3 separate regions of the Mus musculus genome follow, and all the other regions are linked to region 3. Evidence: chromatin contacts called from public HiChIP or PLAC-seq and promoter capture Hi-C data. All regions are on one chromosome and are shown on one strand. The core of a region is the stretch at or near the end of the contact, and the rest is flanking DNA. Distances in the headings are between cores, read along the strand shown. Region 1 overlaps Nid2 (nidogen 2). Region 2 overlaps Gm29899 (a long non-coding RNA gene). Region 3 holds the start of Nudt13 (nudix (nucleoside diphosphate linked moiety X)-type motif 13).

Evidence for each region. Promoter capture Hi-C pulls out the DNA fragments that hold promoters and counts their contacts. HiChIP or PLAC-seq counts read pairs in DNA pulled down with a chosen protein or histone mark.
Region 1: a contact with region 3 is called in an H3K27ac HiChIP or PLAC-seq map of extraembryonic endoderm stem cells, with 6 times the contacts expected there. The contact joins the enhancer-like site here to the promoter of Nudt13 in region 3. A contact is called at or near these places in 3 of 39 promoter capture datasets (cranial neural crest, liver and stem cell-derived epiblast-like cells) and 4 of 115 datasets of contacts at active chromatin or transcription factors (embryonic stem cells, epiblast stem cells, extraembryonic endoderm stem cells and 1 more).
Region 2: a promoter capture Hi-C map of embryonic stem cells shows a contact between it and region 3, with 5 times the contacts expected there. The contact joins the enhancer-like site here to the promoter of Nudt13 in region 3. A contact is called at or near these places in 7 of 39 promoter capture datasets (the 3T3-L1 cell line, cranial neural crest, embryonic stem cells and 4 more).

The regions. Positions count from the first base shown.
Region 1 is chr14:19,773,049-19,775,748 of GRCm38.p6, forward strand. All of the region lies in intron 4 of Nid2 (nidogen 2), which reads left to right. Among named protein-coding and RNA genes, the nearest start is that of Nid2, 23 kb to the left of the region's middle. Within about 2 kb of position 1,388, at least 23 of the 459 cell types and tissues checked have an H3K27ac peak or open chromatin away from gene starts, as enhancers often do. A contact at or near this core is called in epiblast stem cells and extraembryonic endoderm stem cells, where this site is marked.
Region 2 is chr14:19,736,963-19,739,662 of GRCm38.p6, forward strand. The region is part of intron 3 of Gm29899 (a long non-coding RNA gene); the gene reads left to right. Among named protein-coding and RNA genes, the nearest start is that of Nid2, 13 kb to the right of the region's middle. Within about 2 kb of position 1,324, at least 61 of the 459 cell types and tissues checked have an H3K27ac peak or open chromatin away from gene starts, as enhancers often do.
Region 3 is chr14:20,293,270-20,295,969 of GRCm38.p6, forward strand. It overlaps Nudt13 (nudix (nucleoside diphosphate linked moiety X)-type motif 13), which reads left to right and starts at 1,421. Exons shown (of 9, transcript NM_026341.3): 1 at 1,421-1,523.

The sequences.
Region 1 (2,700 bases), core at 138-2,637, 520 kb before region 3:
GATACCTTGTGGGTTCTGCCCCGTGGAGGGGTCCGCTTCTTTCTGTTTGGAAGTCATTTATCCTGGAAGAGGCTGAGCCCTTCTATCCTTCTGGCCTTCAGAGGGGTTACACAAGTGTCCTGCTCATTGGAGGTCCATTCTAGGAGGAACTCTAGCAGGCTGTGCACTTAACCCAGACCTCCTGGCCCCAAAGCCTCAAACCCATGGCTATCTCCATAACAGTCTGTGACTAGAGTCTTCCATACCTGTGATCATACCTGTGTGCAGAAAGCCCCTGGTGGGGCTTGTCCCTCATCCAGAAGGTAAGATAGAGCCTGTTGGTGTCCTGACAGCTAGTGTAACATAGAGGATGGCCGTGCAGCCTGGCAGGGAAGGCATGCCACTGCTGCTTGTCACAAAGCAGATATGGTACTCTATGTAGTCAGTCATTCTGGGAGGTGAGACCATTTGGGGGTGGGAGGTTGGGGAATCTGCCCTGCGGGGAAAACGTTGTTTCTTGTTCTTAAGGGAGCTGTCAGTGTTGTTAAAGGCAGAAAAGTCTGCCCGCTATGGGGCAGGTGCCCTGCGTGTCTTCCTGTGATGTGCACTATGGGATCTCCTTGCTTCAGAGGATGCACTCTGAGAAGGCATGCCAACGGCTGAAGACAAGTGCTTAAGCCTTTGCAAAAAAAAAAAAAAACGAAGGATGGGCCAGAGCAAGTCCAGAGGAGAATTTTCTTTTCTTTTCTGTTTTTTTTTTTTTTTTTTTTTTTTTCCGAGACAGGGTTTCTCTGTGTAGCCCTGGCTGTCCTGGAACTCACTCTGTAGACCAGGCTGGCCTCGAACTCAGAAATCCACCTGCCTCTGCCTCCCCAGTGCTGGGATTAAAGGCACACGCCACCGCGCCCGGCCAGAGAAGACTTTTCTATTTTTGTTAAAAACTCCCAATTAGGAGAAGGCTCAAGTACCCTGGCAGCACCCTGGCTTTGTTCCTGTATATATTCCCACCCCATTTCCCTTTCTATTAAGGGTATGAGAAGAGGTTTTTTAAAAAAACATTGAATGGGGAAAAAAAGTGAGATTTAAAACAAAAAAACCCCAAGATGCCCTTTGCAGCTGTCCGACCTCAGATGTTAAGTGTATGGCAAATTGAGCTCTTTAAGCCCGACAACCCACTGCTGGCCCAGGCTTGGCTGCATAGCATTTTAGCCATGTATAGTTTGTGGAGGCCGGAGCACAAGATTCCTGACATTCCCATAGACTTGGGAAGGAAGTGGTGGGTTTAAGGTGGGCCTCAGAATTAGTCTTTTTAACAGTTATCTCCGCGTTCCTAACATACTGACCCTCCCTGTGAAGGTGCCGTGCTAAGGCTGGGCTTTGCTATCAGGTTTCCAGAGGAATCCCTCAGCAGTTGTCACCCGTGTCTCAGCCAGTTATCCGGAAGCCTACACTCCACACACAGTGTCCGAGGGCAGCGGCTCCTGGTTTCTCACACTCAGTCTCTGTCGCGTTGTCTCTTCTGCCTCTGGAGCCTCCTAGACATCTTCTTTCTCATGCGCTTCATTATCACTTCTTACTCCCAAGGCCCCAGCTCACTGAGATCAGCCATATTTGTTTACTGGCTGCTGCCCAGGAGAACAGGACTGTTTGCCTGACTTCTCGCCCGTGGCTTAGAGTGTTTAGTAAATACTTGTTCACCTATTGTGTGAAAGAAAGGAAACTGCGGTGTTTTTAGCTTTTGCTAGCGCGACTCCATTTTAGGTGTAAGGTGTGCTAGTGTCTGTGTAGGAGAGTAAACAGACGAGGGTCTAAATGAACCACAGCTTCCTTAGCCCGGGGACTCCTCCAGACCGAGAAAGGCATGTGCTTGGTTCAAGTTCCATTTGCAGAACAAATTTCCATAAACTCTCAGGTTAGCTTAGCAGTAGAAGTTCATTCTTCGGTTGGTGTTGGAGTCTTAGCATAGCCTTTATAAGGAATCCTCTTGTCATTTTCCATTCTGGATTCTTATTAACTTAGAACTCTTTCCTGGGACTAAGAGACAGTCACCATTCCTCATGACCTGGGACCTATGTGGTACCCAGGGGTGGGGGGTGGGGGTGAGGTGAATGAGGGGAGAGAGTGCAAAAGAGCGAGGAAGCTGATTCTCATGGGCTAGTCCACACACACACACACACACACACACACACACACACACACACGCTAACTTTGAGTTGCATTTGAAGTCTTGTGTGAGCTGCTGGACAGTGTCTGGGCTCCCAGGATCATCACATCTAGTGTCTTAGTTGAATTAGCCTAACTCTTCTGCCTCTGGTCCTCTCTTCATTTCTTGATAAGGCTTAAAGTAGGGTCTGTCTGGGTCAGTACGGTTTTTACAAAATAACGAGACAGCAAAATCCATCTATCCCTCCCTTAATTTGCAAGCCAAGCCGTGTGTGGAAACCTGCTTTCTTTTTAACGGACATAGCTGAAAATGACTCCCCTGTCCACCAAGATTGGATTGCCTTTGTGTCCTAGTGACAGAAGGAGGTGAAGAGACAGACACTGGCTATGCATGTTGGGGACTTCTGAGGCCAGGGAGTGCATGTGACATTTGCCCGTGGTCTCACAGAGCAGAGCTTATGACCTTCTGAAGTGGCACCTGTGCTGACTCAGGAGCACACCTGTACACGTGCACCTGTCTGAGCTGGGGAACTCTGCCCTTTGACACATCTGCGTCAC
Region 2 (2,700 bases), core at 74-2,573, 560 kb before region 3:
TGCCTCTGCCTCTGCCTCTGCCTCTGCCTCTGCCTCCTGACTGCTGGGATTAAAAGCATGCACCAGCATATCCAGCTTGTGATAATCAATTTTTGAAAAGTATTTTTAGATTTATTTATCTCATTTTATGTGTATATTTTGCCTGTATGTGCATACATGTGTGCCAGGGGCCTGTGGGAGCCCAGAAGGGGGAGTCTGGTTCACAGAAACTGGAGTTGGGGATGGTTCTAAAACCACAAGTGTTCTTCTCTGCTGAGCCACCTCCCCAGACCCTATAACTAATTTTTAAACAAAATTCATGGGCCTTAAAAGCATGTCTAGGAGCCAGGCAGTGGTGGCACATGCCTTTAATCCCAGCACTTGGGAGGCAGACAGATTTCTGAATTCGAGGCCAGCCTGATCTACAGAGTGAGTTCCAGGACTGCCAGGACTACACAGAGAAACCCTGTCTGGAAAAACCAAAAAAAAAAAAAAAAAAAGGAAGAAAGAAAAAGAAAAACAAACAAACAAACAAAAGTATGTCTAGGGGCTAGAGAGATAAGAAAAAGAAAGGAAAAGAGGGAGGGAGGGAGGGAGGGAGGGAGGGAGGGAGGGAGGGAGGGAGGGAGGGAGGGAGGGAGAGTGGCAAACAGGTGTGCTGGCCTGTGATTGAAATTCCAGTACTGAAAAGATAGACTCACTGGCAGCCAGCAAGGCTATGAACTCTAGGCCAGTGAGAGATCCTTTCCCAGGAGAGAGAGGTGGCAGGCAGGCACACATACAGTCACACACAGCCCCATACTTACCCCACACACTAAGAAAAGACAAGGAAGGAAAGGCATGCCTGTGGTCTACAATAGAGGTGTGGTGATGCATTCCTCTAGCCACAGAACTTGAGAGGCTAAAGATGGGAGATAAAGAGTTTGAGGCTAGCCCAGGCTATATAGCAAGACTTTGTTTGTTTGTTCAAAAACAAGGGTGGGGGAGTAAATGTGTCAACTAGTTGTTCCCACAGTGCTGAGAGGTCCTGAGTGGCTCATGAGCCTGGCACTCCTCCTGTCCCTCTGCAGTCTTTGCAGTTATTTCTCCTGTTTCTTTGGCTTTTTTATTTCTCCTGACTTTAAAGCTTCAACAGATGGACTAAACATCATTGCCCAGGCCCCTCTGAGGGTCCTCATCCAGCATGGGGTTGGGTGCGTTCAGAAACAGGCCCGAGGAAACCACAAGCAGGCTTAGGTTGAGAATTGCTGTGCACGAAATCAAATCCTCTTCATTCTGCTCTGACCAGAAAGAATGTTGAGAAAGAAGAGCCTGGCTCTGCTTCCCTGTGGATGTGATAAAGTCTGAGACTTGCAAAAAAGCTTAAGTAGTGCAACTTGTGTAAGAAGAATTCCTTGGGTGCACTTACTATAAACAAAGGGTCCTTGGCACGAACAGAGAACTGAACAGCTGCAGCTGCAAGAGATTTGCTTAGACAACCAAAACATTAAATACTCTTGGGGGAGAGAGGGGGAGGGGGAGGGGGGAGGGGGGAAGGGGAGAGGGAGAGAATGTCCATCTTCTTTCTACATCTCTGTAGCCCTTCTAGGACTAAGTGTGCCTATCTATGGCTGAAAGGAACACTAAGCATGACTGGATCTTCCCTTTATTTCTTTCAAGTTAAGTAAACACCAGGGTCTGAGGTTAAGTCACTAGACATAAATCAAATAAATAAAAAAGAGGACACTGGTGGGACTTGAGCTTCCCAGAGGATATTATACAAGCTAGTGGGAGTGACTGATGCAGTAAGAATTGCCTTTTAATGAGATTATTGTGGCTCCACATTGGAATCAGCTTACTTAATGTGGGAAAGCCTAGGGAAGCAACAACACAGCATCATGCATTTCTTGGTCGTCTTGCTCACCCTTATGGTACTGCAACTATCCAGACTCAGTTTCCTCAGGCATCACCATGAAGTCAACTAGACCTTGTTTCATGTCTCTGCAGAATTCAATTAATCATATGTTACTAAAATAACTGCTACATGCTCAAAGCATGAAATATGTAATTTCATCTTTTACAACAAATGTACAATTAACTGTGCTTATCTCTGCATAAAAGGAACTTTTAAAGCATGATGGCATTTTCCCTTTATTTCAAGTCAAGCAAACACAGAGGTCTAAGATTAAGATTACTAAACCATACTAGTAGATTTTACCCCAAATTTTACTAGTTTATACTAGAAGTACTATTGTTATTATTTTGGAACATGGAATTGTCAAATTATGACTTTTCAATTTCAAGAAAGTGTCTCCTGGGCCATCACGAACTCACTTTCATCCCACGCTGGACTCAAACTCTTAATTCTTGGGCCTCAGTTTCCCCAGTGCTGAAATTAAAGGCATGTGTCACCAATCTTCACAATCCGTTATCGTTTTTATTTTTAATAACAAGCATGTATCATCTCTGAAATAAAATCATCACTATGTCAAACATCTGGATGTAGAGGTAACGGTCTCAACATCAAATAATGACTAGTTGTTACAGTTAGAACAATACAAGTTAAAACTATAACATAATACTGTTTTGTGCCAACGATCCTGATTGCATGGCTGCAGGAGGATAAAGCAGCAACCACACCGAATGCTGGAGCAGACGCAGCAAGATTAAATCATTTACACATCACTGGAGGCTGCAAGGGGCACAGCCACTCAGGGGTGCGGGCAAGCACTGTTAATAAGT
Region 3 (2,700 bases), core at 171-2,670:
CAGATCCCTTGGAACTAGAGTTCCAGAAGGTTGTAAGCTGTTATATTGAAGCTGGGACTCAAATCCAGGTCCTCTAGAAGAACAATCAGGACTCTAAACCATTCTGCCATTTCTCCAGCCCCAGTCCTAACCTTTCTTTACACCCGCCAGGCACATCTCCACCCCAGGGCCTTTGCACGAGCTTATTTTACTCTGTCTACAAGTCTCTCCCCACAAATCCTAACTTGGCTGTTCCTGTCAGCTCTGTCAAGCTCTTTATTCCAGTGTTGCCTTAACAATGAGGCTATCCATCCTACGTAAAATAGCAAAACCGCTCCTCCTCTTACCATGCTTTAACTTCTGCCCCAGCACTTACAACCGTGTGTACAGTTATTTATTTTGTTTTCTCCCATAGAATTTTGTTTACATTAAGATGCATTTTTTATGTATCCTGTACTTTTAATATTTTGTCTCATTAATTATATTTTGAAGAGCTAGGGAAATGGCTTAGTGGTTAATAGCACTGGCTTCTCACAGAAGCAAGCAACTCCCATAGTAAGAAAGAAAGCAGCCCCAAGTAGCTTTACTGGAGATTCGTCTTAGATGGTGATTGATCCTACTGATTGACCAAGGTAAGAGTTTTACCTAAAGCGTCTATATACCTAAGCACAGTCCCTCGTTTATTTAAAGCAAGGTATCAGTATGCACCCCTGATAACCTGAGTCTACTGTGTACACTGGGCTGACCTCAAATTCAGAGGGCTCTGCCTCTGTCTCCTGGGATTAAAGGCAGGCCTGGAACTCCTTTTTTTGTTTTTGTTTTTGTTTTTCGAGACAGGGTTTCTCTGTATAGCCCTGGCTGTCCTGGAACTCACTCTGTAGACCAGGCTGGCCTTGAACTCTGAAATCCACCTGCCTCTGCCTCCCAAGTGCTGGGATTAAAGGCATGCACCACCACGCCCGGCTAAGCCCGGAACTCCTAACCTTAAAAAAAGATTTTTTTTTCATGTTCATATGTACATGGCACATGTGTGTCCATGGGTGCACATTAAAGTATGTGGGTGTAGAGGGTAAAGTTGACATGGAATGTCTTCCTCCATGGCTTTCCCCTTTGTTCATTGAGGCAGGGTCTCCCACTGAACCTGGGGCTCACCAATTCAGCTAAGCAGCATCTAGCCCAGAAGATCTGGAAACTGTTAAAGCTATTTGTTTGTGGTGGGTTTCACTATATGCTTTATAAGGTTAACTTTGCAACCCAAGGTTACAAGCTCCCGGCCTAAAAGTTGAACTACAATTCCCAGAGTGCATCGGTAATCTCTCTGAGACTGCTGGGAAGTGTGTCAGATTTCCACTTACCCAACCACCCCTACGTGCGCTGTAGCGATGAAACTACATTTCCCAGAGTGCATCTTTAAGGAGGATTCTGGGAGGTGTGGCAAAGCGTCAATCCCACTGGGAAGGGAAAAGAGAAACCATTTGAACTTGAACATTTGGAGTTTCCAGGGGCGTGCAGACCATTGGGGCATAGAAGGCATCTCGAAAAGAGTGAGTACAGGAAACGAAACCTGTTCTAAGTGCAACTAGGATGTAGTAAGGAGCCATAATCAAAACTTGCCAGACGCTCTCGGTTACAGAGTTTGACAGTTTTAACTTAAACCTTTCAAATCTCGAGAAACCGGACGTTTTTGTACCCAACATTGAGTACCTCTAAATATTTTCTGAAATATTTTTGAAGAGCTATTTAAAATGGAAGTTTCCAATATTTCACCTTTTCTCTTAATTTTTTAAATGGTGGCGGGATCTTTTAGAAATAAACCATAAAGCTTTTTATATAAACCAGGGCACAGAGACCGTGAAGTCTGCAACACGGCTGCTCATCAGCTTCCAGCATTCCCAGCCATCGAAGTCCACAGTGGAGTGGCTGCTCCCTGGGCACCTGTGAAGATTCAGGAGGAACCCACGGTCACGCTTTATGCCTTTCAAGTCATTCCATCTGGAAAGATGAACAGAATGAGAAATGTGTGTGTGTGTGCCATAGAAGTTGTTAGTTCATACGTTCAAATGCCTTGGCATTTATTAGTTTTGAGTAAAAACAACGTTACCTTTCATCTCATCGATAATTCTTTGTATACACACACACCAGGAGCGTCAAGTGTGGGGATGCTGTTTGACATATTGTCCAGTCGTCAGGCCATGATAATCGACAGTTGGCTAAAATTAATTTGGTATCAAATATTGGACAAGAAACCAGGTAGCTGTATGGCCATACAAGAGCAGTGAGTAGTTACAGCTCGATTCCCAGGACCCATTAACCTCACCAGAGGAATTCCAGTAGCCTAAATTTCCAGTAGCGTGAAAATAACCTCTTTTAGCCGTTAGTCCTGGAAACTACTGGTTTTGTTATACATTATTGTATTTATATATACATATATATGTGTGTGTATGTATGTATATGCATGTGCTTTAAAATTTAAAGATAGCCTATAATCCTTCCTGCTGAAGCAAAAGAGTCGCTATGAGTCTGAGGCCAGCCTGGGTTACAGAGTGATACTTTGTCTCAAAAATAAATAAATAAATGAAATTTAAAATCAGTAAAAATAAATAAGTAAATTTTAGTCAGGGCTGGAAAAGTGGCTCAGCAGATAAAGTGCTTGCTGAGTTTGAGTCCCCAGGACCCATGTAAAGTGGGGTGCAATAGTGCACATCTGTGACTCTCTGGAAG